Regions from separate parts of the Mus musculus genome. Here all the other regions are linked to region 1. Evidence: chromatin contacts called from public ChIA-PET, HiChIP or PLAC-seq and promoter capture Hi-C data. All regions are on one chromosome and are shown on one strand. Each heading gives the region's core, a stretch centred on a gene start, on an enhancer-like site or on the middle of the called end of the contact. The rest is flanking DNA. Distances are from core to core; before and after follow the strand shown.

Region 1 (5,813 bases), core at 1,232-3,731:
CCCTCCCACAATGAATTTCAAGTGACCCCCAGCTGTCTTGTGTTGGTCCTTTCTTTGGAAAAGGCCCGGTCGGAAACACTGTAATACTGTCTGCTACCCAGGACCAATACTCACTGTCTTTTCCAATTTTCTTTTCTTTCTTTCTTCCTTTCTTCCTTTTTTTTTTTTTTTTTTTTTTTTTTTTTGGTTTTTCGAGACAGGGTTTCTCTCTGTAGCTTTGGCTGTCTTGGAACTCACTGTAGACCAGGCTGGCCTCAAACTCAGAAATCTGCCTGCCTCTGCCTCCCAAGCGCTGGGATTAAAGGCGTGCGCCACCACTGCCCTTTCTTAGGTGCCTTCAGATTTTCTTAGAGTCAGGACCTGCCTCTGCTTCTCCTAGGACTCCTCCCAGATGGAAGAGTGTTCAGATACTAGACACCAAAACCGATTGCCTGCCATTCATAGCCCAGAGCCCTCTAGGAAAGCAAATTTACTCATCTCCTTAAAAATCTGCCTCCATGACTCCCCATTACCCTCAAAATGAAGTCCAAGGACATCCTGGATCCAGGCTCCATCAAGACACTCTCCTCACTTCATGGTTCCCGAGCCCACCCCAATGCCCACTGCAAATTCTACAGACGCTCTGCCCTTAGGTGTTATATATATTGAGCACCCTCCCCTCTTCTCCTGACCCTTGTTCATTCTGCACTTGTTTAGATAGACTTGTTTACTTATATAACTTATTAATCTGTTTGTAGCTAGAGAACAAATACAGTTGACTGTCTTCTTCTACCAGATGAATCCCAGGATCGAACGCAGGTCTTCATATTTGGTCAGGCTTGCCCCCTGGCGCCTTTACCACCTGAGCCTTCTTGCCAGCTACAGGATCCTCGAGGATGCTGAAAGTGTTCTTTATCCAGGTTCTTTCCATCCTCCATGAGGTCAAGCCTTCACAGGTGCACATTCTCACTAGCCCTCAGGTCTCACCTGGACACAACGGTCTTCACTTGGTGCTTAATCATCCACTAGTCTGAACTATCATTGGTAAATATGTCACCCTTCCAGGAGTTTCACATTTCACAAAACAAACCCTTCTCTGTAAACCACAACACCTTCCATGGTCTAGCTGACACCCTTTTGTCACCATGGTTTGCTTTTGGCTCACCTCAGAACACAGGACTCTGGAAACATTTATGCTTTAGTCCTCGCCAAACTTAACTTTAGGCGTGGTGCCGCTTCTTGATTTGCTCAAAAGTCATAGCCTGTGACCACTCTGGTCCTTTAATGACATGGGGCGGGGGGGGGGGGGGCATGCGAGGCACCACAAAGCGTCCTCTCTAGTTCTTTGTTTTAGTAGCATTCATTCTAAAACCACCCATTAATGTGCTCACTTACAGGACAGCTACCACCTTTCTTCCCGCCTAGCACGTAAGCACTGAGAGTTTGGTTTTCTTGCTGTTACCACTATATCCGGCACCTGGCTGGGTGCCTGGGAAAAAAAAGCAGTGGCAGTATATATATATTTTTTTTCAAAAATGAATGAATATGGATCAAAAACATGTAGTTGAATCCGGTTGTTCCTTAATTCCCGAGTTTGGGCAAGCCTCCGTTTCCTGCTGTGCGAAAAGGGGTGGTGATGAGGAAGTGGGGGATTGAACTACACTGTGTTGATGAGATGCAAAATTCGGACCTGTCCCCCCACTCCCGGTCTCCGCGTGCAGCCAGCCACTCAACATCCAGCGCCTCAGGTCCCCACCTGTACAATGGGTGTGAACTCATCCTCAACGACTTGGGGTGGTTGCGCTGCCTTATAAGGCAGCAGAGGCCGAAGGCGCCGGACGGGTGGGAGGGGAGAAATCACAACATCCGGCTGCGGGGGCGGGGTACGGGGGTGCGGGGTGCGGCTGAATTGGAGGCAAGCGCTGCTGGGAAGGCAATAGCTTCCTTCGGTCCTCTGCTAGCTTTGGAAGCGCGCCCTTCTGAAGCAGCTGACCTAAGGGACGACGGCAGGACACCCATTCTAACCAAGCTACCTGATAGCCGGCAGGAGACACAGCGTGTCCCCAACAAAACCCTAGAAATCCCGTCGGCGCACCAGACACACAGCCACGCCCCCATCCTTTCACCCAATCAGATCGCAAAGCTGGATGGTCGACACGTCTTTAATCCAATCAGATGTTGGGTCTTCTGGGCGTGGTTCCCGAGAGGCCCCACCTCCGATTTCTCGGCAGAGGCTCGGCCCTAATTGGCAGCTCGGCATCCTACGAAGGCCTAGAAATTCGAACCTAGGGGCCGAATCCCGTCCGCAGTCCAACCAGAAATCGGCGACGCAACGGGGCCCTCCCCCTCTCCGCAGGGAGCGAGTTCCCGGCTCCGTGGGCGGGGCAAGAGAAAGAGGCTGACCAATAGTAGTCCGGCGCGGGGAGCGTCCGCTCGCCCATTGACTGAGCCAAGTAAACAGAGGGCGGGGCGGGGCGGGCGCCGGTGGACCGGGAGGGGCGCAGAGTACGCGGCGGGCGGCGGCGGCCCGGAGGCCGGTGGGGCCCGGAGGCCGCGGCGCGGTCAGTCGAGCCGAGCCGAGCCGAGCCGAGCCGAGCCGCGCCGATCGCCATCGGCTCCGGCTCTCGTGGGCGGTCCCGGCCGGCGGCGCGGCCTGGCGGGCCGGGCGGCGCTGCAGCCCATGGAGCTCGAGAACATCGTAGCGAACACGGTGCTACTCAAGGCCCGGGAAGGTGAGGCCAGGCAGGCGGGCGGCCAGGCCTGGGCGCGGGGATCGCGGGCGCGCGACCTCCGAGCTCCATGAGGCGTCCGGGCCCCAGTTATCCTCGTGCCCTGGAGTCTGCACCCGGACTCTTAAGCGCAGACATGAGCCCTTCCGGCCCTCCGCTTCTGCCCCCGGAACCCGGGGCCCAGGAGGGGCGGGGGTCGCGCCATGGGCCTCAAGTCGGGTTTGGGGGTGATGAAGAAGAAAGGGAAGGAAGGGAAAAGGTGGAACATGAGCCCCAGAGGAATGCGTGTGAGGCCTCTTCTACGTGAGAGGCAGGAAGGTGCCCCACGTGCCCCAGGCCCAGATGCCCTGAACGGCACAAAGTTGGTAATCGGTAAAGATTAGAGAATGAATGAGCCGAGCCTTTGTATAGACAACCCAACCGACAGGGGGAAACTTCTGGACACACACATTACATGCAGAACCACCACTCACCTGGAGCTTCTGGGCACTAAAAACGGGTGCATGGGTAACGTTTTTGGCATTTAGCAAGCCTTTGACCTACTAGGGCAGATGCACCGGGGAAATAAATGAGAGACGAGCATAACGGGCTATAAGGACTGTAGGGCTAAAAGCCAGTCTGGTCGACTTAGTGTGTGCGCGCACATGGATATGGTGCGGAGTTGCTCTTCCTTGGTTTCACTCCAGATGTTATTTGGCTCTATGGGTCCTAGATGACTAGAGCCAGACAAACGACATAGAGTGACATAATCATTAGATACCTGTAGTGCCCTACTCTGTCCAGGGTGCTGGTGGGCAAACACCAACAAGATTTTTCTTTTTGGAACTCCAGGGAGGGACACAGTGACAGCTTTCCACTTTCTGCTGGGTTTCCATGATGAAGGAACCTTCAGCTTCGCTGTTCTATATCAGTTTACAGGTGTGAAACTGAAGCTCAGATCAGAGATTGTAATTGACCTAGGGTCAGGCAGATACCCAGTAGAGTCTATAGGTAGCTCAGACAAGTCCCCAGTGTGCCGCAGTCCCTGATGTCCTCTGCCTACTTGGTGCATGTCACACCCAGAGAGGTGTTACCTGGAAATGGGATGGGCAGGTTGGATCCCTAGTGCCCAAGGGAGGCAATCTTATCTCCTGTCCCTTATCAAGCTCAGGGGCTGGGCCTTCCTCTCAGCCTCTGGGGGCATCTGCTGATTCTGTTCTGCCTCGTCATGCAGCCAGCCAGGGAGGAGGGATAAGGAGAGCCAAGGCCAGGCTTCACTTCCTAGGGCTAGCCAATTTGGGGCTCAGCTCTGCTGAGGGTATTGCCTTGTTGGGCGAGATCCTGTGGGCACCTTTGCATAGGTGAGCCGGCATTACTGGATCTTGGCCCAGGATATCATGGCCAAAATGAGGACTAGTGCCTCCTCTAGAGGTCCTGTGTCCTGGACTTGCTGTGACAGCACTGTACACACCTGCATGGCCTTTAACCTGCTTTCTGTCCCTCAACATTATCGTTTCCTTATTTTACATGTAAATTTTAAGGAAAGCCTCATTGCCCCGAAATCTTCTATACCTAGGGACTGCTTGTGTGAGAATCAGTGCACAAAACAGCTAGCAGCTTGAGGCCAGCTTTCCAAGTGACCAGAGACCCTCACAGCAGTTGGGAAACCTGTGGTATATGCATACAGTTGGCTTTATTTTGTAGGTTCTGTTTTTGAGATGGTCTCACTATATGTATAGTTTTGGCTTACTTAGACCTTGCTATGTAGATCAGGCTGGCCTTGAACTCAGAGATCTACCTTTGCCTCCCAGGTGCTGGGATACAGCTCAGTTGGCTTTTAATAGACGCTAGTCTTGTAAGGAACTTGGATTTGAGAGCTGGGCTTGAATTCTCTTCTACTGTTACCCTCAGCCTCAGAATCCACTGCCCAGAGCCTAACTTGTATGTCATCTGGCACTAGGTGGGATGATCTTTGGGGTGCGTACCCTCACTTGGATTTCTTCCTTTCCCCAGTGCCAGAGGCCTACAGGAGGAGGGCAGAGTAGGGTGGAGAGGAGCCCCACAGATCGGCAGCTGGTTCTAGGACAGGATATTTGCATGTGACTTTTTGCTCTTGTCTTGATACAGCTGGGAGGATGGGGAGGAGGAAGTGGGGGGGGGGGTGAGGCAAGAAAATGTAGGGCTGGGTGGGGAACCTGGGGTGGAGGGAGAGTGGGAGGGAGCTCCCTCTGGGGAGGCTTGCCCATGGTTAAGGAGTTGGAGGTTTCTTGCTCACTTGCAGTGAGGCAATGGCTGTGGGGCACATGGGGTACAGGCTGTAGCTGGGCCACCAGAGAGGGTTTCTCAAGGGGACGCTGTAGCACTTCCTCTTTCCTCGTGGAGCCCAATTAGGGACCCAGCTGTGACCTCTTCCCAGAAGGCAGCTCCTCCCCCTCCATCACTTGCACTGGATCAGATAGAGGCAGTGCTGGGGAAACTGAGGCCTGGCTACGGAACTTGGTTGCCCTAGGTTGTCAGTAAATTGGAGCTAGGTCTTACTTCTCTATATAGTCCTAATGGGAGCTGGACACAGTTGCTCCCACTCATCCTACTGTGCAGTGATGACCGGAAGTGTACCCTGGAGATTCAGGTCCAGGAGGCTGCACGGCCCAGGTTCCTCCCGTCATTCTGATGTCCCCATGTGCTGTCCCAAAGACACTTGTGGGTCCCATTCTGACGTGCTCTGTTTGTCTGCAATGTGGGTTTTTTTGTTCACTTGGTTCTTTGAGACTGTGCCTAGTTTTCAAATTTCTAGTCTAGTTTGCCTGTCTCTCACTACTTCCGCAGGTGGGGGTGGGAACTCCTGAAGCACACATTTAGCCTACCTGTCAGACTCTGAAGGCATCCCAGCCAGCTCAGCCAAATAAAATAAGGAAGGCATCAGTGGGGTGGGGGTGGGGGGATGATGGAGCATCCTCCTGCCACCCCCTTGCTGAGGGCAGGGGATAGTTCTGGTGCGGTGATTGGTGTTACAGGGGTGAGGGGTTGTTCAGATTGCCTCTGGCATCTCACATGTGTCCCATATGACACAGGATCTCTGGCTGGCGTGCCTTGGCTTGTTATGTGATACCCTCCACTGTGGTACCT
Region 2 (5,683 bases), core at 1,122-3,621, 270 kb after region 1:
CTTGTCCAACCACAGGCCTTCTGCTGCCCTAATGTGATTAGGCAGGGAAAAATCCTGCAACAGTCCTGGGTTCCGTTCCTGGCACCCACAGCAAGTAGCTCACAGCTGCCTATGGCTTCAGTTTTAGAAGATCCAGTGTCATCTGGCTTCCCTCAGGCATCTACATGCCTGTGGTGCATTTAAGTACATGCAAACCCACATAAATCCATTTAAAAAATAAACCTGAAAACACCGTAACTAGAAACAAATCCTATGAATCATGCATTTGCGAAGAGCTTAGCGAGATGCCCCTTGTTTCTCAAGAGAGCTGGCACAGGCTGGTAGTGACAGGGAGCCTTACTCTTTATTTTATTATTATTATTATTATTATTATTATTATTATTATTATTATTATTTGGTTTTTCGAGACAGGGTTTCTCTGTGTAGCCCTGGCTGTCCCAGAGCTCACTTTGTAGACCAGGCCGAACTCAGAAATCTGCCTGCCTCTGCCTCTGCCTCCCAAGTGCTGGGATTAAAGGCGTGCGCCACCACCGCCCAGTTACTCTTTATTTTTGAGACAATTTCACTATCTCTCCCTAGATGGTCTGGACCCTGTATATAGACCAGGTTGGGCCTGTAACCCTGAGATCCTCCTGCCTCTGCCTCCAGAGTGCTGAGATTAAGATTTATTTACTTTTTTAAAAAAAGACTTACTTATTATATGTAAGTAGACATCTTTAGACACTCCAGAAGAGGGCACCAGATCTCATTACAGATGGTTGTGAGCCACCATGTGGTTGCTGGGGTTTGAACTCGGCCTTCGGAAGAGCAGTTAGTGTTCCTAACCGCTGAGCCATCTCTCCAGCCCACTAGCTTGCTCTTTATGGTTTGCTCAGCCTGTTTTCTTATAGAACCCAGAATCAACATGCCTGGGTGGCCCCACCTACAATGGGCTGACCCTCCCACATCAGTCACTAATTAGGAAAATGCTCTGTAGGTTTCCTACAGCCCCACCATATGGAGGCATTTTCTCAGTTGAGGTTCCCTCCTCAGATGACCGTAATTTCCCATTTTGTCAAGATTGTAGTAAAAATTAAACTTTTATTAAAATTTTTTATTTAAATAAAAATTATTTACATTTTATGTTTCTGGGTGCTTTGCTTGCTTGTATATATGTGTGCACAGTATGGTACTGATGGAGGCAGTACTGGATCCTAGGAGCTGGAGGTGAAGAAGGCTGTGAGCTGCCATGTGGGTGCTGGAGATCAAACCCTGGTCCTGTGTTCTTAATGAGTGAGTCACTCCTCCAGGCTCAGGCTCTGAGCTTTAAATGCCAGACACTTACAGGACTTAAGTACTCAGGTTAGAGGCACATGCTTTGGAGTTTGAGTGACAGTGGACTAGTACCCAGCTACTAAGTTACTAAGTATTACAGCGTCTTGACTCAGATTGCCAAGACCTTTGGTTCATAACCCTTGGCCTTCTTCGAGAGCAGTATGTACTCTTAATCTCAAAGTTATCTTCCCCTCTCCCCTCCCCCTTTCTGCTCTCATCTCTTCAACTCCCTTCCCCTCCACTCTTTTCTCCTTCCTTTTCCCACCTCTCATTTTTGAGACAAGGTCTCATTCTGAAGCCCAGGCCAGTTCTGGAATTCATGATGTAGCCCAGACTGGCTTGGAACCCACAGTAATTCTCCTGCCAGAAGAGGGCATCAGATCTCATTATGGATGGTTGTGAGCCACCATGTGGTTGCTGGGATTTGAATTCAGGACCTCTTGAAGAGCAGTCATTGCTCTTAACTGCTGAGCCATCTCTCCAGCCCCCCTAAGTGTCATTATCTTAGGAGTCCCAGTGTTAAAACCAACCAACCAATTTGCCAGAAGTAGCAAATTATAGGATAGACAGTTACATACACACATACAGCAGTTATGCGAAGTTCAAATTTTTTTTTTTTTTTTAAAACTTCAGTCTTCGGACCTTCGGAAGAGCAGTCGGGTGCTCTTACCCACTGAGCCATCTCACCAGCCCGCGAAGTTCAAATTTAACTGGATCTATCCTCTGTCTGGCAACACAAGCTAGTGCAACATGCTGAAGTAATACATCAGACTATCTGTGATTTCCCAAGGTTCTGTCCCTCCTCCATTGTGCACAAGTTTCTTGGCCTTTTTGTCTCTTGAAATGAAAGGTATTAACTCCGCACACAGGTTCAGTACGTGTCGCAAGCAGCGAGGAGTTCTCATGGGAATGGCTATTGATGGCTGCTCGAATCCTACTTTGATACTTGTTCCCCAAAAGCGGCTTCCAGTACAGGTCGCACAGGCCTGGCTAGAGGCCGACCGCCCGACTCCAAGATGGCGTCTGCAGCGTCGGCCAGGAGTCAAGATGGCGGCCCGCGGCCACGCCTGCGCTCTGGGCTCTCCTCCCCGTAGTCTCCCTGGGGCGGGGGGTGCGACTCCGGTTGCCGGTGCGCCGATTTTCTTCCACCGCGGTGGCTGTCGCCGCGGCTCCCTGTCGCGCGCCATGCAACTCCTCTGCTGGTGGCAAGTCCTGCTGTGGGTGCTGGGCCTTCCGGCCCACGGCCTGGAGGGTGAGTGCGGATCGGGGTCCGGCGAAGGCGGCTGCGTGGGGCGACGCGCTGCCACCCGCGGGCGGTGCGGGACGGTGCGTGGCGGTGGGGGTGCTGGGCGGCGGAGGCCGAGCCTGCCCAGGCCCCTCGGCGGGCCTGGCCCGATACCCTCTGCGATGCGCACTTTATGATCAGCCGTCAAACGCAGACACCTGACTTTTGTTGTGTCCTGATTAGAATCCCAGAGCTCAGATCTCCTCCAGTCCTTCCAGCCGCCGCGGGAGACTGCTTCCGTTAATACCTTCATTTCACAGGCTGGAGACGAGGAGGCTCGGAGGGAATAAGCTATTTGCCTGTTCGCACTTAGTAGTAATATCAGAGCCTGAGGTCTCTCCGACTTCAAAGTTCACGCTGGAGTTCGCTCTTGCTGGGCCACTGTTTGAAAGTGGCCACTCTAGATTAGTTGGGATCTGTCTGAAGAAAACACCAAAAACCAACATCAGATTCCTGGGGCCCGTGTTTATGTGGGGACCCCTTTAAGTGGGTAAAGGAGCCACTCTGTGCTAGAGTGGGGAGCAGAGAGAGGCCTTCTTAGTTCATGGCTCTTTTATCCACTCCTATTAAAAGACCATTTCTTTCTTTCTTTTCTTTTGGATTCATTTATTTATTTTTAGTTGATTAGTTAGTATTTTTTTGAGACAATGTTTCTCTCTGGAACCTGGCTGTCCTAGAAATTACTCTGTAGGCCAGAGATCAAGAGATCTGCTTGTCTCTGCCTCCCGAGTGCTGGGATTAAATTCCACCACTGCCTGATTTACATCAAACATTTTTTGTTGCTATTGTCCTTTGTTTTGAGACAGCTCAGACCGACCCCCCCTCCCCCCAATCCTCCTGCCTGCCTAGGGCTGTTTCCATTTAGGGATGCCCAACCTGGAACTGAGACTCAGGACCTAAATCCTCTTTCAATATTATGCAGCCATAGATGAGGGCCTGAGATGGAAGCCAGTGTCTGTCAGATCTCACAGCCAAAAATTGAAATTTTCAATCTATTTAATCACTAGCCTTTAAAATGAAGATGTAAGTGGGGCAGTGGTGGTGCACACCTTTAATCCCAGCATTTGGGAGGCAGAGGCAGTCGGATTTCTGAGTTCGAGGCCAGCCTGGTCTACAAAGTGAGTTCCAGGACAGCCGGGGCTGTACAGAGAAACCCTGTCTCGAAAAACCAAAAAAAAAAAAAAAAAAAAAAAAAAGATGATATATGGAATAGTTGGCTCTCTAGACTTCTTTCTCAAAAAGAAGGCACTGGAACAAGCAGAGAATGGGGTCAGAGTGTTGTAATAAGTCTCGGCACCCTCCATCAGTGTTTATTACAGGCCTGTGGTGTTCCTGACCAGAAAGCAGCAAGGCTGGGAAACTGCTCCCTTTGGCCTGTGCTAGCTGTCTGAAGGTTCTAGACGGGTTCAGCAGCTGCCACCAGATGTGGTGGCACAGGCCTGTGATCTTACCCCAGCGTAGGTGGAGGCAGAAGGCTGGGGAGTTCAAAGCCTGTAGCAGACAAAAGAAACAGAACAATATTAGGTTTTTAGTTTCTCTACATTCAGTGCATACATTAATAGTTCCTCACTAAATACTCAGATTTCCCAGAGTTAGTAGTCATTGTGAACTCCTTGCAAAATGCACTATTCCTTCACACATTCGTACAGACCCTGAAGATACCACAGACTGACTAGGGTATTGGTCACGTGGTTAGGCTATAGCCTGGGCATAAAGGAACCTTCACAGCTGGTTCCTCCTCAGAGTGGCTGAAAATACAAGGCTTCCCCCTCCCTCACACCCCCAGCTACTATTGAGGGACTAGCATCTGGTTTTAGGGGTGCTGCCCAGGGACCTAGGAATGAGAGTGAACAACTGCCCTTGAGTTCCAAGATCCTGTAGTCATCTTTACTAGGGAGTCTGTCAGTGGATTGCTATTTTGTTACTTTCTTGGGGGCATGTGTCACAATGTAGCTCATTCTAGTTTGAAGTCACAGAAATCCCCCTACCACAGGTTCCCTGTAACTGGGATTTTAGGAGTGATCTACCACGCTCAGTTCACTGAGTCTTTCCATGAATTCTGTGCATTGGACTGCTGGGCCCCAGTATGCATAGGAGGGTTAGACAAAGTGGAGGGCCTGCCTTCCAATGTGGAGAGCAAGGCAGGTATCAAATGGATACAAATTATTAAGTGAATTCTAAGGGGGGATACATCAAGGGAAGCCCAGAGCATTGTTGGGTGCCATCTGGAGACTGCTTACCCTGCTGTAAAGGGTAGGATGGATGTCCTTGTGGAAGTGAAAGTTAGTGCTTCCATCTGAAGGATCCTGGATTTGCCTGGAGATGGAGAGGTGGTGCAGAGGACTTTCTTAGCTGAGAAACCATTCTCAGGAACGGTCCAAGGCAGAATGGGGGACAGTGGGAGTGATCAGGGACCAGGCAATCACACAGGGCAGGGGATGCCGCTCAAAGAGTTTTAAACTGGGGAGAAGCAAGATCAGGTCTGAGCAGGTCTGAAGGGAGATGGACTAAGAGCGGGTGCCCAGGAGAAACTACGGATCTGGAGTGCCAGCTTAGTTAGGAGAGTAGATTAGGGTTTACCCCCCACCCCCAGTAATTGTCAAAGCCAAATAAAATAACCATAGTCAGAGTCTCATTCATTTGGTAGACCAGGCTGGCCTCGAACTCAGAAATCCACCTGCCTCTGCCTCTCAAGTGCTGGGATTAAAGGTGTCTGCCACCACTGCCCGGCTCCTGGCATCTTTTTTACAGCATCTTTGCTTGTGGTCTCCAGAACTGGAGATGGTAGTGGCTCTCTTATAGTAAAATGGAAAATTTTCACCATCCGGGTGAGTCTCATTTTGGAAGACAATTGTAAGTTTTTGGGGTTCATTTGCTTTCAAGTCAGATGTGACAGTATGCTGCCCTGCTTTAGTTGCAGAGGACAGTGGTCACCCCTGGCGGGAGGAGCGGCCTGTCCCTGCTCTCCAGGTAGGAGCTGTGTATCTGCATGAAGAGGAGGTTGCTCAGGACCATCGGGACCAGGCAAGAGCGGCGGAACCCATGGAGGCCTCTCTGGGTCCGCGCGGAGATCCCATGGTGGTG
Region 3 (4,396 bases), core at 1,224-3,723, 290 kb before region 1:
TACACCTCAGGATTGGAATGAAATCTGTGTTGTAGGGTCTAGCTCCTGTTGTCAGCTCATCAAGGACCCCAAGAACTGAATTTAATAAGTGGAGTCCGTGGAGGACCGGGAGAAGAGAGGTCCTGGCATTCTGAGGTGAGCTCTCTGCAAAGCAGGTCCTCCAGCTAGACACCTCCTTCCTCCTGGACACTTTTGAGGGGCTAGACTGTTGACTGGTGGATCACGTGGATCATGCTAGACTTTTTTTTTCTCTCCCCGGACCCTGAGTGTATACATGCACGCATGTGTGTGTGTGTGTGTGTGCATGCATGTGTTTGGCACCCATATGGTGACTCACAACCATCCATAACTCTAGTTCCAGTGGATCCAAGATCTTCGGGTTTCCAAACCATCACTGCATGCAGTACGTGCACACAGCCATACGTGCACACAGAATAATGAAATTAAAGTGTAAATAAGGTTAAAAGTCAAGATATGAATAGAGGAAGGGAGAATTGGTTTAGAGCATGCTGTTTCTTCCAAGAGTCCACACTGATGGTTCATGGTAACACACGCAAGCACACTCATGCACACAATAGATTTTTTTTTTTTTTTTTTGGTTTTTCGACAGGGTTTCTCTGTATAGCCCTGGCTGTCCTGGAACTCACTTTGTAAACCAGGCTGGCCTCGAACTCAGAAATCTGCCTGACTCTGCCTCCCGAGTGCTGGGATTAAAGGCGTGTGCCACCATGCCCCACTGATTTTTTTTTTTTTTTTGAAGGAAAGGAAGCTGCTGCTTCCCAGGCAGGCTCTCATCCCTGAGTGATAGCTAGGAGCTCTGCAGATGGCCTGAGTTGAGCTTTTTTTTTTTCCAAAACGCTTCATAGAGGCAAACATCTTGGGACTTCAGGTGAAATTTGGCCTGGCTGACTTCATAGCTAAGCTACAGTCCATTCGATTGACAGAAGTGCTGGTAGATGAGATACACCTGAGCCAGGTGGGGGTGGAGCTCTCTGGAGGCACCTGCTGTGTGCCAGGCACTTGAGATACAAAAGTGAAGTCCACTGACTCAGTTCCTGGCTTCCGGGAGCTTAGTGGTCGGTCCCCAGCTGATTACATGAATAACAACTATGCAGTTACAGCCTGCCAAGTGCGAAGAAGAAAGAATGGCTGTTAGTGCTCACAGGTCAGATATGAACATGTGAATTCTCCTTCCAGCAAGTCTCTTCAGCAGCCTACTATCATTTACTGATTTGCTGAGGAGCAAACAAAGACAGAGACAAGGCTGATAGACAGTACTGAGATTCAGGGCTCATTCTTTTCTCCATCCTAACAAAGGGGACTTGGCAAATCCCCAGGGATGTCCTGGGGCCTTGAACGGAGACCAAAGTGCCAGACCAATAGAGAGCAGGTTAGACTAGGAACAGGGGATGGGTGAGCAAAGACCCAGGGATAGGATGGGGAGCAACACAGGAGGAGGAGGTCTGTACATGTGGACCAGACCACCATGTCATCACAACACTATCTATGTAAAAACCAGAGGAAGTATTCTTTTAAAGCATTATTTATTTTATGTATGTGAGTCCACTGTAGCTGCTCTCAGACACAGCAGAAGAAGGCATCGGATCCCATTACAGATGGTTGTGAGCCACCATGTGGTTGCTGGGAATTGAACTCAGGACCTCTGGAAGAGCAGTCAGGGCGGGGCAGTGGTGGCACACGCCTTTAATCCCAGCACTTGGGAAGCAGAGGCAGGCAAACTTCTGAGTTTAAGGCCAGCCTGGTCTACAAAGTGAGTTCCAGGACAGCCAGGGCTATACAGAGAAACCCTGTCTTGAAAAAACAAAAACAAAAACAAAAACCCCAAACAAACAAAAAGAAACAACAAAAAAACTTTTTAGAGTGAAAATTTAAACTTTTAAAAATAAAAGCACAACTTTTTACAAATTAAAGTTTAAAGTTTTTTCCTCTCTCTCTTTCTCTCTCTCTCTCTCTCCCTCCCTCCCCCCCCCCTCTTTTCCGAGACTGTGTTTCTCTGTATAGCTCTGGCTGTTCTAGAACTCACTCTGTAGACCAGGCTGGCCTCGAACTCAGAAACCCACCTGCCTCTGCCTCCCCAGTGCGCCGCCGCCACCCCGACCGACCGAGATATATTTTAAATATCCTCTGAAGGTCGCTCAGGCCAAGGAGAGGTCAGGTCTCTCTGATGTTCTGTGATTTCACGGAAAACCAGAGAGCCTGGTGAGTGCCAAATTGAGGAAGAGCAAAGGATAGAGCAAGGTAGCAAGTTAGACCTTGCAGGTTGGACGTGGGGCCCCGGAACGACTGAGACTGGGCGATCCAGTCCCAACGGGGAGCTCCCGCACTAGGGTACCGGGCTGACATTTGCCGGGTCTCGGACCACGCCTCTCAGATCAGAAGTGGTCCAGGAGGGGCGGAGTCCGAGGTGGGCGGGGCAGGAGGGGGCAGCCCCCCGCCACGCTGCAGTTGCAGGGACATTCCTGGCTCTTCGGCCCGGGGCGGAGGAGCTCCGGGCGGGTGAGTGTGCCAGCCCTGCCGGGATCGTGACCCGCGCGCGCGGGAGCCGGGCGGCGGAGGAGCCAGGTGAGCCGGGCCCCTGCGCCGGGAGCGGAGCCCTCTAGCTCTGGGCCAGTTGGGCCACACACCGTACTCCCGGCCGCCGTGGGGACAGCGGCCGTGGAGCTCCCGAGCTGCCCCCTCTGTCCCGGGGACCTTGGCGCCCGCGCGGCGGGAGTGGTTGGGTGGAGGGGGCGGTAAATCAGTAACCCGCAGCGCACACAGGGCCTTTTGTCCCCCTCCGTTCAAAGAGCACCCTGGTCACCGCTCTGGTTACTTATTGCCCACCGGGGCGGGGGCGATGGGCCAGCTGTCTATGCAACTCCGCACGGGGACCGCTGACGTGCACCTCCCTCCAAGAGCGACGGGGTGGGGGCATTAAAGTAAGAGCACTGTCGCCCCTGGCAAAAAAAAAAAAAGTAATGCTCGCAGTCGCTTGCACAGAGTACCTCATCGCGTGAGTGCAGGAGGGTGAACAACTTAGCGCTCTCTGATGACAGTCCCAAGTGCTAGCGATCCTAAGGGGCCAGCCTTGGTGACCAGACTAAGAATTCTGTGGTTGTGAGTTCAGGGTAACCTGTGAGTGGGAATAAAACCTCCCCGGACCTGTCCGCCCCAACCCAAGCTGGAGATGAAGCATGGCCCTCTCTGCTTTGCAGGGTGTGGTAGGAGTCTTTTGCAGATGGGCCGAGCAAACTAGGGGGTAGGGGACAGATCAAGGTTTTAAGGCAATAGAGGAACACGGAGGTACAGGCAAGGGAGCAAACATGTCGGCGTTTAGAATTTACTGAAGGGACAGACTGTGGGAGTTACAAGGTTGACACTGGCATTTAAAATGAAGCGTAGAAAAGCTGGGCCCAGCACATGGGCCTTGATGGGTAGTACTAGCCAGGCTGAGGCAGGAGCCTCACCATTTGTAGACCTGCTTGGTTTGCAGAGTGAGTTTCAATGCCAGTCTTCCTGGTCAACTTTAGTGAGAACTTGTCTCAAAATAATAGAAAAAGAAACAGGAGGGTCCTGCAGTTAACCCTTAGGGGCTTGTAATCTGGGTGACAGGGAGAAAAAACAAAATCAAAACAAAAAAACTAGTGGGCAGTGAAGAACCAAGGTTTGCCAAGATACCAAGCGAGAAATGACCATGACCTAGTCTCTGTGGGGCAGGGGAGCTGAGAGACATTGAGGTCAGTAGACTGATTAGGCCTGAGTCTTCCTCAGCAGTGGGCTGAGAAAAACCCTCGGCAGGGTTCCCAGTTTGGTAAAGTATGGAATGCATCTTCTAAGAATCATGCTGTTTTCTTCAACTGTCACTCACTAACATTGGCCTGATACGGAGATTAGCATGGCCCCTGTGCAAAGATGGCGCGCACACTCACAAGAGCAGGGCCCCAAAGAAAAAGAACACTGATCCAAAGATGCTGGTGACACCTGGCTGTTATCCAGGACTAGGTAACAGCCTGTGCGTCCCTGGGACTCCACTGGTTCCCTGGTCAAGTTAAGGCTTAGGTCTGAGTCTTCCTTTTGTGAAACAGATGCTCCACTACAGCATGTGGACAAGTCTGTGTATCAGACTTAAACTCCATATCAGAAGCAGAGACTGAGTCATGTCAGACAAACGGTGCCGGTGCACACTCAGTATGGGGACTGGGAGAATGTCTCACCGATGCCCTGTGTGTGCCATCCCTCCATATATGGTCCCTTTTTGTCCCTGAAGCAACCCTATGATGATAACAATTCAGAAAGGGACAAAGGTAGGTAGGTCTTGGCAGGAATCAGGATTTGAATTTGTCGCTACCAGACATGTAAAACCTGTGCCAATTACAGAGCCAGCTAGACAGGAAGC
Region 4 (5,960 bases), core at 974-3,473, 420 kb before region 1:
GCAGTTTTTTGGAGTCTCAAAGAGAAGAGACATCACAATGGAGATTAATAGCTTAGAAGACTGGAAAGAGGCCACAAGGGTGTGAGCCCAGCAACCCACATCTCTACTCATTCTATCCTGGATAGCCTTAAACAAACACAGAATTGGTACCCAGTGCTCTGCTTACCAGTTCTAAGCTACCTGAGGGCCTTGGCACGCCCTCGTGTGGGCAGACTGAGGCTCTTTCTCCAGGATGCAGGCCAGAAGGCCCAATGGTGGCCATGTTTCCACAATGGGTATTGACTACCTATAGGAGAGAAGGGTTAACTGGATTCAAGACTGGTTAGTCTACAGGCTCCAAGAGGCAATAACTCAAACTCACAACTTCTTTCCTTCCAGAAGGAACGAAGAATGGAGTTGTAAACAGAACCAAAAACTTCTGACCAGTAAAGAATCCTTAGCAATCCACCAGGAGGCAGGTGTTTTTGAGAAGTGTGTGTGACGATGTTTCCCCTCCCGCCCAGTCCTAAGCCTCTGGAGACCCTCTGCTCCTGCATTCTTTCTTTCCTTGGCCCCTGCAGACAGTCTATCATGACCCAGTCTTCCTGGGTCTTCATCAGTAAGTAACTCTTCTCCTCTGCCTTTAAATACATAGGACGGTTTCCAAGCCTCCAAGGACAACTTTCTGCCTTCCTCTACACTCAGTCCATTTCACCATTAAAACTCGTGTGTCGGAGCTTCCAAGTCAGGCACTGACCTAATCCAAATGCCAATCCTAGCAGTCTGTTAGATCACACCATGGCAGTGTAGCGGTCCCTTGAACACAACAAAGGCAGATTCCTTTCTCCACTAGCCTTCCACAAATCTGCCCTCAACTTGGCCAGAAGCATCAAGAGTTTTGCTTAGAAGGGAACAGTCACTTAGCCCCTAGCTGGGGCTCTGAGAAAGAACTTTAATGCCTGTCCTCTCTTTCTTGTCCCCACAACTACTGACTATTCCAGGAGTCTCCTGATATTTCTGCTTCCGCAGGTTGAATCTAGCCCGGCTCACGCTGTCATGGCTCCTCCCACAGATGGAGCCAAACTCTGTGGTACTACTGCAGGATCCTCATTTGCCCTCACCCCAAGCTTCCTCTTGCTACTCCTTGAGCTTCTGAACTCCACACATGCTGACTCCCTGTCATCTGCTTTTTAGTTTTCACTTAAGTTGGTCCCCATTTCTGAAGGGCTAGCCTCATAACCTTGTGATGTCTGAGTCACCTCTGCACTTCAATTCCGGGACAGGGTTGGGCAAATTTAGACCTGGTGCTCGTGCCTGTAAACATAGCACTTGGTTGACTGAGGCAGGAGTATCAGGAGTTTGAGGACAACCTGGGCCACATAGTGAGACCCTGTCTCAAAAGGAGGCAGTAGATTTGGTAAAGCAAGAAATTTGTTTCTGACAACTCTCCCCTAAATTATATGTGTGTGTGTGTGTGTGTGTGTGTGTGTGTGTGTGTGTATCACCACTTAGTTTCCAATCTGTCAGAAGAGAACATACATTCCAGTAGTCTGTTAAAGGATAAAATAAGGTAACTGACGCAACTATCTTCGTTCAAGGCCCAGCTAACACAATCATTCACATACTTACCTGCTCGCACACTCAACATTTACTCCGCACGTGCCAGACGATGAGGTTTCCTGCAAGGAACCCTAGGATTTAAACTCTAGGTTCATACATTTGGACCTCTCTCTTCTTCCAGTGAGGGGCATGTCTCCATTCCACTGTCACCAGAAACAAGTCGAAAGTCTACACATGTTTGAATTAAGAGCTTCTTGACTTTTCTCATCTGAATCAGACATGGTTCCAAAGTGCTGCTTTTGAATGGTATTCTAGAGACCGGTCCTGAGGCTGGGCACCACCGTCACCAGTGAGAACTCATAGCACAGTCTTGCTAACCTCCATTAGCCATAGGATAAGCCGAGGGCTTGAGACGAGGCCTGCAGGAATTAGAGGAAGTGCTTACCTGGGAGATTCAGAAGTTGATCACCTTCCTCGGGGGCTCAGCTCTTCTCCCAAATATGACCACAGTGATACTGGACTAAACTCAAAAGTGAAAACTCTGGGTCAGCTCCCCAAGCTCCACCTTCCTCTGTAGCCACTTAACCGAAATCTGCTAATTCAGGAAAGGGCACTTCCCTACAAATCTGCTCTCAACGGAGCCCAGAATGGGCAGGGCCATGGTACAAACAAGCCAGATGACCACAGGAAGTTGAAGGCCCAACGAGGTTAAGAACTCCAAAATATTCTCTCAGCAGCGCTAGGAGCGCTGTTCGTGTTATACACAAAGTTTTCAAGTGCCAAGTTCCTTGGAAAGAAGCGGAGACCAGCCTAGAAATTTGTGGTTGAACTAGGCAACGTGTCAAAATGTAGTAAGCAGAACTGTGTAAGAAGCAATGTAGGAGCCTAAGAGGAAGGGCCATCATGACTGCAGGAGAGTGGGCAGGGCAAGTTGGTGAAGTCCTTTCACAAAGAAGAGAGCATGTATGCAGTCAAGAGTCGTGCGTGCGTGTGTGTGTGTGTGTGTGTGTGTGTGATAGAATCAGGTATAGCTCTCAGGACCTAATGAGAATGCCCGTAGTTGAGATACATGGCGGAAGAAGTAACTGCCAGGCCGAGAAGTCTAAAGAGTCCGTAAGGCAAGATGGGGCAAGAGGTTTGCCTGGGGGTCTTCTCTTGTGGAAGATAGAGTTCTTAAGCTTCTGTGGAGCTACTCTACTGGCCACTACACTGCTTTTCCACTTAACTGTTTTCCTGAAATACAGTCTTGGGGAACTAAGCATGTGTGTGTGTGTGTGTGTGTGTGTGTGTGTGTGTGTGTGTGTGTTCAGCTACCCCCAATATATCAACTAAAGAAATGAATAATAATGAAAAGCAGTGTGTGTTTGGAAGAGGGACAGATAAAGGGGTCCAGTGACCTCCAGGACTCTCTGCAGGGTACTTAGAAGAGCTTTATGCTCAAACAGTGAAGGAGTGGGGCAGAGTCAAGAGATACACATAAGTTAGCAGTATTGATCCAGGTGTGCTTCCACCCCCTCACTCTCAGCTCTTATCCTGCAAGGTAGTCTGACAAGCTCTTCTGTCATCCAAAGGAGGCCAGTCTGGATACCACACTTGTCATTTGAGAGGAAAGTGCTATCCTGCGAGACTTTGCTGGTCCCAGAATACAAAATGACTGAGGTTTAGGACGTGACCTAACTTTGTGCCTTCAGCCTTGAAGGAAGAGATGGGTCAGAGAGACAGGCACTCCCTGAGTAATTAGCATGTCCATGCAGAGCAAGCTGTAGTCAGACACAATGCCTAACAAAAGCAGCTTCTAAGTGCCTGTTAGAACTCAGGCAAATTGGTGGGCACAAGACTGCTATTTAGCAGTCATGCTATTATTCAGTTAGTGAAGGCCTCCACAGGACACAGGCGAGCAGAGGTGGCTCCTGTAGCAGCTTTGATGTGATCTGACCTATAAACACGGCAAATACAGCCCTACCTGCAGTTTCCTGGATACCAAGCAGACATACAAGCTTTGAGAGACAGAGAAGTCAAGAATGATGTAGGGGAAGGCAAACTGACCGTGCTCTACAACACAGCACCATGCTTAGTCTGAGGCTCCAGTGCCTTAACTCCATTTAGTCGGGGGAGATTATGGAACTGAAAGCGAAAGCCAAGCTATGATTCACGACAGCGGCAGACTCTAGTCAGCATGAGGGTATGCTCCTGGAAGTTATTTCATGACTCTTTGTCCGTGATTCTCAAAGTCCCGTTTTCATTTCACCAGGAAGTGGGTTGTCCTGGCTGTAGTTGTCACAGTGCCAGAGAGCTTCTAAGTCAAGGCCAGGGTTTGACGTCTGTGAACATTTTGGTCCAGTCCTGTCTGTAACAGAGGCACAGCACTTGCCAGCGAAGGTCAAGAGGACACAGGATGGCTACTAACCAACAAAGGAGAGTCAAACCCTGACAAGGCTCCCTCAACACCTCCTAGTGCAGCCTGCAGCCACCCAGAAGGAATGTAGAATGGGGAGAGCCAAACAGCAAAACCAGGATATCACCGCTGGGCTGGAAGGCCAGGTCCTCCCTGCTATGCTCCTCTCAGCCTACAATGCCCATAGCCAGCTTCCCGATCATCTTCCATACTCTTTATGCTTTGGATAGGCCTCATGGCTCTCACAGGCACTGCCCTGCTTCCATTGAGTCTCTGTTCCTATTGATGTGTCTACAATGACCTACTGATATCCCTGGCCTCTCCATCCCTTTTGTCCATTCCCCTTTCATCTAAGTTCAGTTAGCAACAGTGGGACTCCCATATCCCAACCCTGACCCCCACAACAAGTAGGCCCCGCTCTGATCCCAGCTGGGAACCAGTCTACTGTATTTATTAAAATCACCTGTGTTTACCTTACCTACCCAACTGTGGGCTCTCATGTTTCTTCCACCTTACGAGACTTGGTAGCAGGTTCTGGATTCTAATATGGAGTAAGTCTCAGTTAACTTTTACTAAATGGAAGAGCTCTCCCTCAAGCTCAACAGCTCCCAGACTATTGAAACAGCAAGAAAGCAGCCTGCTTCTGGTGCACAGGCTCTCAGGACTCTTCCAGAGTCTCGACAATGTCTCACCTTCCCAATGGCAACCACCAACTTTCCATCAATTCACAACCTCCCTTCTCCTCTCTCCAACTCCCATGGGCTAAACTCAATCTAAGGCCTCACAGGCAAGTAGCCCAACCCAAACTCAAATTTCCAAAGTCATCAACATGGTATCAGACCCAAGTTCAAACTCAACCCATTTTCCCAACTGGTTTATGGAAGCTTTCCATTTTTCTGAGTCTAAAGTTTAGGTGGGTTTTGTTGTTTTTTTATTACTGTGTACATGATGTGTGCATGTGTGTGTGTGGGGGGGGAGTACATGCCACAGTGAACATGTGGAGGTCCAAGGACTTTGTGGATTGAACCTAGGTCATTAGGCTTCTACAGCATGTACTTCACCTGCTGAGCCATCTGGCTGGTCCAGAGTCTGGATTTCCCATGTATAAAACATGGAATTTCTCTGTAGGATTTGCTTTAGACCTGTAAACATCAGCCTTGCTGCAAGTGTATTGGATACCAACTAGCCATACAGGCAGTAAAATATGATGTTGGGGAGGGCACAATGGCCATCACCCCCACATGTACTGCCCAGCCAGGGGTTACAGTTTCTCAGCTGTTTTATCAAAATATGGAACTGGAACAGGAAGTGAAAGGTCCAGCTTAAGTCGTGCTTATGACAAGCGCTACCAGAGTCCTTGGGTCTATTTCTGGGTGACCCAATGTTTATCTTTGTCTTGAGACTGGGCCTTTCTACATAGTCCTGGCTGTCCTAGAACTAACTCACCATGGAGATCAGACTGGTCTTGAACTAGACCCACCTGCCTCTGCCTCCCCAGTGCTAGGATTAAAGGTGTGTGCCAATATGCTCAGATTTTTATCTTTTTAAGTAGACTCAAGATGTCTATTTCCAGGTTGGGCTCCCCAGAAGTAGGCCTAATCATTCAGATTATTTCAGAAGGTTCCAAATAGGGCTGGGGCTAGAGTGATGAAAGTGAGACAGAATGCTGACTTAGAGTCCTCTCAGACTCACCCAGTGCACACCCTGCACTTACATGGACCCAAGAGTATGGGTCTCATTCCTAGTCATGAGGGGATTTGGATGTGAGTTAGCAGAAGACAGCCAAGACAGTACACATATTTACGCTGTTATGGGCACGATGGTGATCCAACCGTACAAGGGAATCCCTGAGAATATGGTAGAATGTGCCTCAGTTGTTCTGAGACATGAAGAAAATGGGTTACTTCTATACTCCAACTTCTATTTTCATTGGCCAAGGGCTGCAGCAGAGCACTGGTTCTTGGCCCTTCTAGCTTGTGTCAACATAAGGCAAGGGCCACCTTCTCACACAGGCACAAGTATCTAT
Region 5 (5,804 bases), core at 577-3,076, 350 kb before region 1:
TGGGAGGCAGAGGCAGGCGGATTTCTGAGTTTGAGGCCAGCCTAGTCTACAGAGTGAGTTCCAGGACAGCCAGGGCTACACAGAGAAACCCTGTCTCGAAAAACCAGTAATAATAGTAGTAGTAGTAGTAGTAGTAGTAATAATAATAATAATAATAATAATAACAATAATAGAGCCTTGAATTCCACCACTTGGGAGGCAGAAGCAGGAGGATCCCTGTAAGTTTGAGCCAGCATGGTCTACATAGCAATTTTCAGGCCAGGCAGAACTATATAGTGAGACTTTGTCTCAAAAACATAAAATAAAACTTATAAATGCACAAGGCTCTTGGAGTTGATCTCCAGCACAAAAGAAGAAGTGAGAAAGCTTGATAGAATAAACTCCTTTATCAATTGATTACAATTAAAAGTGATTTGTTTCTGTAACTGAGTAAAGTAAATGCATACCTATAAAATCTCTCTCTCTCTCTCTCTCTCTCTCTCTCTCTCTCTCTCTCTCTCTCTCTCTTACACACACACATACATACACATATAGCAACAGAATTCAGGGGAGATTATTCAGTGGGTAAATTCCAGCAGGTGGATAGTGAGTAGGGGGATCCCCGAGGAAGCCAGCCAGACATACCAACCAACTCCAAGAGACCCTGCCCCAATTAAGATGGAGAGACATTTAAGAAGATTCCCACTAACATCGGTGTAGTGGTGGAGGGTGGTGTGTGTGTGTGCCCGTGTGTGTGTTCACACCCAGTGTGCCCACAAGTGTGCAAAAATAAAAGATTTCAAACGCACCCGGAGCAATAAGTTATCACTGCCTGAATCAATAGACAAACTTGTAGGTTTCTCACACCCAATACTGAGGTTGTTTCTCTCAAGAACCCTAACGCGCCCTAACACATTAGGAACTTTAGTAAAAAAGGAGTTGGCAAGTGGCTATGCCGGGAAATGACACTCATGCGTCTGGCTCCACAAGTAGACTTTCTTTGACTGTGCTACAAACCCAACAACACCCTAACCATTGGGCTCACTTTTTCCGCAGCGTTGCCCGTACATCATATGATGACTACATGCAAGAAGCCTGGAGCGAAGTGGTCCAGATTCACACCCAACTCCATCTCTGAGAGGACCAACGCTCTGGTCTCACAGGTTTCTGACACACCGCCTGTCATCAGCCACGAGAGAAACGCACTAGGCTCGACTGGCTACGTTAAGTGGTAAATGATAGATTTCCAGGGGAAAATATTTCTCGGGAGACTGAGGCAGGAGGTTGGCGAGTTCTATAGAAGCCATCTTGGGTACCCTGTGAGTTCAAAGCCAACCAGAGCTACACAGAGAGACCCGGGTGGTAGCGGTGTCTCGGGCGGCCGAAGAACTAATGAAGCCAACTACCACAAGACAAGCAAAGTAACGTGGGGCAGGCAGCGGGCCTAGGCGGTCCTCGGACGGTCCGTTAGCCGGGCGGGCGACCAGGCTACCAGGAAGCTCGGATAGCAAGAGAGGGCGCTCCGGACGACGACCGCCGCCCGCAGAGGGAGGGGAACCCCGGGGGGCGCGAGCGCCCGGGCTGCCCGGCAGCTGCGAGAGCGACCCGGCCGGCATCGGCTTCCGCCCGGCCGAGAGGCCTAGTCGCTGCGAGGCGCGCCTCGGGAGCAGCGGCAGCCGCCCGGCAGACAGCGAGAAGCAGGCGGCCCCGACGGCCGCGGAGTGCAGAGGCGACGCGTACTCACCGCGGATCTGGCAGCGCCGCCCAGCGCCTCCTGAACGCTGGGGGTCGCGAGCGGCCGCAACTCTTTAGAAAGAGGAGAGCCCGCGCGGCGGCGCGAGGCGGCAGGGGCGGGGAGGGGCGGGGCGAGGGGCGGGGCGCGCAGGCGCGGAGCCCTGTGGGCCGCTGTATGCTCACACAGTTCCTGGGTCCCTGAGTGCTGTTAAGAGAGGGGTTTAGGGGAAACCAAAGAAAGCCAATAGGGTCCCTAGACACCCTTCGAAATAAGCTCTGCTGCATCAAGCTTCCTCTGGTTAATTTATTTGCATGAATCCAAAATTACGTTCAAATTAAATGTTCACATGACTAGTTAGAAACTCTCAGATGGTATAATGTTAATTAATGTCTGATCGTCTTAGCGGAATTTAAGCATCCTAAAACACAAAAATACTGAATCTTGCTCTCTGCTAAGGAGAGATTACAAGAGTGGAGGGCGGGTATGATTGTAGGGGGAGATGAGTGGGATGGAGTGCATGATGTGAAATCCACAAAGAACCAATAAAAAGTAAAAAAAAAAAAAAAAACTAAAATAATAATAATAATACTGAAATTTCTACAACATATATTTCCTTGAAATATATGCTCCAGAAAGTCCATTTCCTTGAGGAGGAAAAAAAAAAAAAGGCAACAGCAGAAATGTCAAAGGTGAATAAAATATGAAATATTCCTACAATAAAATTTAACAAATAAAACTCAAGGTTTGATAGCGCCTAAAAAAATCTTACTAAGCTGGGCGTGGTGGCGCACGCCTTTAATCTCAGCACTCAGGAGGCAGAGGCAGGCAGATTTCTGAGTTCGAGGCCAGCCTGGTCTACAAAGTGAGTTCCAGGACAGCCAGGGCTATACAGAGAAACCCTGTCTCAAAAAAAAACAAAAAAACAAAAAACAAAACAAAACAAACAAACAAAAAAATCTTACTGAAGGGGCTGGAGAGATGGCTCAGTGGTTAAGAGTACTGACTGCTCTTCCAGAGATCCTGAGTTCAGTTCCCAGCAACCACATGGTAACCATCTGTAATGAGATCTGATGCCCTCTTCTGAAGACAGCTACAGTGTACTCATATACATAAAAATAAATCTTAAAAAAAAATCTTACTGAAGCCAGGACTTTTATCTCAGAACTCAGAAGGCATTGGTAGGTCCGTTTCCCCACCTCTCCCAAAAAGGGGATGGTGGTGGTGACGGTGGTGGGTAGTCTCACTGAAATTATAGCAAGCCAACAAATGTGAACACTCTCATATGCTTTTCATAAGCTTACAAAAAGTAGTTCATAGTTTGTGGGAAACAGTACTCCTAAAAGCATAGGTTAATGGACCAGATGATAGATGGATACATCGTGGTAATGATAAAGCAATGGGAGGAGGAGACAAATAGAAAGTGGAATAAACAGGACCTCAGCTAGGGGTCAAAAACCAGGACTAACGACACATGCCACAACTTTGACTCTGGCCCGAGCTGCCCAAGTAATAAGCCAAGCGGGGCTGCATTCCACTTGGCAGCTCCGCTCCTTTATCTGTATGTACTTGACACGGGTTCCTCTCCAACACACCCTGCAATCTCAAATCCTCCACCCGAGCCAGCATCAGGCTGTGCACACTCCCATCTCTGAGCAGTCTCTATTTTAAGTGTGTGACCGATTTATTCAGATATGAAGAACAGAAAGGCCGATCTGGTCTGAACTGGTTTTTGTCTTGCGAAGAACCAATGCTGCCTTCTGCACACATTTATTGGGAGAGCTTGATTGTAGAGGCGAAAAGACCTCGAGCCCAGAACTGGTGCTGCTTTTATAGGCCTAGGAGGGGCGTGTCTCACACCCGGATTGGTTATGCACTAAGCCTTATTTGCATGTTCCTCATCTGATTGGCTACTCTCTCTCAGTACCTTACAGAACCTCATTATCATACCTCATTTGCATGTCTCACATCTGATTGGTTATACTCTCAGTACCTTACAGAACCTCATTATCATACCTCATTTGCATGTCTCACATCTGATTGGTTATACTCTCAGTACCTTACAGAACCTCATTATCATACCTCATTTGCATGTCTCACATCTGATTGGTTATACTCTCAGTACCTTACAGAACCTCATTATCATACCTCATTATCATGCCTGGGCCAGGCAGTGTTTTTGCAAAAAACTTTACTGCATATGTACACATTGGTTGTTTGTCCAATCTTATGCATGGTGGCCATCAGTAGTCAGTGCCACTCAGCAACGGCACATGTGGCTTCCCACATTTTGGATGATGTGAGGCAGAACAAACTATCTACAGAACTCTCCACGAGAATCCTCTATTAACTTATGCATAGTTGTGTGTGCAAACTAGATGCAGATACCTGTCAATGCAGGGCCTAATCTACCAATCACAACAGACAACCACCAACTACAGCCCGGAGTAATCAGCCTGTCCTCAAGACCCAAGAAAGACAGACCCCAGAGTGCATTCTGGGTCCTTGAGTGCCCTCACTCATGTGATCTACTGTCAATTATAACCATGTATCTTCTGTAAAATGTATTATTGCTTGGCTTCAAGTAAAGTTTATCTTTTTTTTTTTTTTTTTTTTTTTTTTGCAAATCAATCTGTGCCCAGAAATCTCTCTCTCCCACAGGCTCACACTTGGTTCCTAACTGTTTTGTTTGGTGTGTTTATTTATTTATTTATTTGGTTTTTTGAGACAGGATTTCTTTGTATAGCCCTGGCTGACCTGGTACTCACTCTATAGATCCGGCTGGCCTCGAACTCAGAAATCCACCTGCCTCTGCCTCCCAAGTGCTGGGATTAAAGGCGAGCGACACCATGCCTGGCCTCTCTAGCTGGTTTTGCTGTTGGGAGAAGTAGTGGAAACTTTAGTGGGTAGAGTCTCTCTACAGGAAGTACAGCACTCTGGTGGGCTTTGAGAGTTTAGAGCTTGCCCCACACCAGTTCTCACTCTGCTTCTGCAAGCTGTTGTGGGTTGTGACATCTAAGTGATGTCTGATCTGGGGGACCACCTGCTGCCGTGCCTCCTTCCCACTATGAACTCTCGCTCTGGAACTGTAAGCCAAAATCAATGCTTCTTTCTGTATGTCATTCTTAGTCATGGCGCCTCCTTCTTCAGTTCTTTGGATAAGAGGCCTTGTCCCTACCCATGCAACCCCAACTGCTAGTGACACTTACATCATGTAAGAGCCCCAGGGATCAAACACTGGATGTCAGGCTTGGTAGCAAGCACCTTTACAGGCTGAGCCCTAGAGCCCTTTTCTGCTGTTACGAGTCAGTTTGTGTATCTCAGATTGGCCTTGAACTCCTGACCTTCCAACTCTATGTGCCAAGCTGTGGGGTGACTGGCCTATCCCACCAGCTCAGTCAGTTGTTTCTAGTTTCTTCCTCTAAGATGTCTTTAGGAAGATAAGCACTATCACTATAGCAACCTTGGCTTCTTGGATTATTTTGAAATTACCCAACTCTGAGTGAACAGGAAAAGCAAACTAGACCCCTGGGTCAGGGGCTTCTGTCACTCCAAGGTCGCCTCAATTTTCTGCCTTTTTACAGTGCCTCAAAGTGATACCTAAAGCTAGGCATGGCAGTACACACCTTTAGTCTTAGTTTCAGCACTTGGCAGGCAGAAGCAGGTAGATCTTTATGAGTTCAAGGCCAGTTGGGTCTACATAGTAAGTCCCAGGACAGCCAGGGCTACATAGGTCCTGTCTCAAAAATATAACAACAAATAATAATAACAATAACAGTAATAATAATAATAAAACTAATATTACAGCAATATAAGACCAGCAGTGCCCTATTTTACCTCATTATCATGTAAAACAGTGTTTTGTTTTGTTTCCTACCGTGTAAAATGGACCAAGATTCCATTTTACAAGCAGCCTGTGTCTCCACCTTGAGGGTAGAAGTAAACTGTATTCCTCAGTGGACCCAAACTCCTATTTGCTCGGCACCACTCATCGGCAGAGATTGATAAACGACTTATTCCTGAGAACAGAGGATGCTACCTCATAAACTTATTGGGAATGAACTGAGAACAAGCCCAAGAACTTATCAGATAC

The links. Promoter capture Hi-C pulls out the DNA fragments that hold promoters and counts their contacts. ChIA-PET counts read pairs in DNA pulled down with a chosen protein or histone mark. HiChIP or PLAC-seq counts read pairs in DNA pulled down with a chosen protein or histone mark.
Region 2: an H3K4me3 HiChIP or PLAC-seq map of embryonic stem cells shows a contact between it and region 1, with 15 read pairs. The contact joins the promoter of Txndc15 here to the promoter of Grk6 in region 1. A contact is called at or near these places in 7 of 39 promoter capture datasets (the HPC-7 cell line, cranial neural crest, embryonic stem cells and 4 more), 2 of 115 datasets of contacts at active chromatin or transcription factors (both in embryonic stem cells) and 2 of 9 other capture datasets (liver and pancreatic islet).
Region 3: a contact with region 1 is called in a FOXA1 HiChIP or PLAC-seq map of pancreatic cancer cells. The contact joins the promoter of Fgfr4 here to the promoter of Grk6 in region 1. A contact is called at or near these places in 1 of 39 promoter capture datasets (neural stem cells), 1 of 115 datasets of contacts at active chromatin or transcription factors (pancreatic cancer cells) and 1 of 9 other capture datasets (liver).
Region 4: a contact with region 1 is called in an RNA polymerase II ChIA-PET map of memory CD8 T cells, with 6 read pairs. The contact joins the promoter of Hk3 here to the promoter of Grk6 in region 1. A contact is called at or near these places in 1 of 39 promoter capture datasets (embryonic stem cells) and 1 of 115 datasets of contacts at active chromatin or transcription factors (memory CD8 T cells).
Region 5: a contact with region 1 is called in a promoter capture Hi-C map of erythroid cells, with 2.2 times the contacts expected there. The contact joins the promoter of Uimc1 here to the promoter of Grk6 in region 1. A contact is called at or near these places in 7 of 39 promoter capture datasets (the C10 cell line, erythroid cells, fetal liver and 3 more), 2 of 484 Hi-C or Micro-C datasets (the G1E-ER4 cell line and cardiomyocytes), 2 of 115 datasets of contacts at active chromatin or transcription factors (memory CD8 T cells and pancreatic cancer cells) and 1 of 9 other capture datasets (liver).

Annotation. Positions count from the first base shown.
Region 1 is chr13:55,442,850-55,448,662 of GRCm38.p6, forward strand. It overlaps Grk6 (G protein-coupled receptor kinase 6), which reads left to right and starts at 2,482. Exons shown (of 16, transcript NM_001112711.2): 1 at 2,482-2,711. The coding sequence starts at 2,660.
Region 2 is chr13:55,712,279-55,717,961 of GRCm38.p6, forward strand. It overlaps Txndc15 (thioredoxin domain containing 15), which reads left to right and starts at 2,372. Exons shown (of 5, transcript NM_175150.3): 1 at 2,372-2,566; 2 at 5,514-5,683. The coding sequence starts at 2,500.
Region 3 is chr13:55,150,345-55,154,740 of GRCm38.p6, forward strand. It overlaps Fgfr4 (fibroblast growth factor receptor 4), which reads left to right and starts at 2,474. Exons shown (of 18, transcript NM_008011.2): 1 at 2,474-2,583.
Region 4 is chr13:55,019,162-55,025,121 of GRCm38.p6, forward strand. It overlaps Hk3 (hexokinase 3), which reads right to left and starts at 2,224. Exons shown (of 19, transcript NM_001033245.4): 1 at 1,985-2,224; 2 at 167-286. The coding sequence starts at 262.
Region 5 is chr13:55,098,474-55,104,277 of GRCm38.p6, forward strand. Uimc1 (ubiquitin interaction motif containing 1) reads right to left here and starts at 1,827. Exons shown (of 15, transcript NM_011307.3): 1 at 1,724-1,827.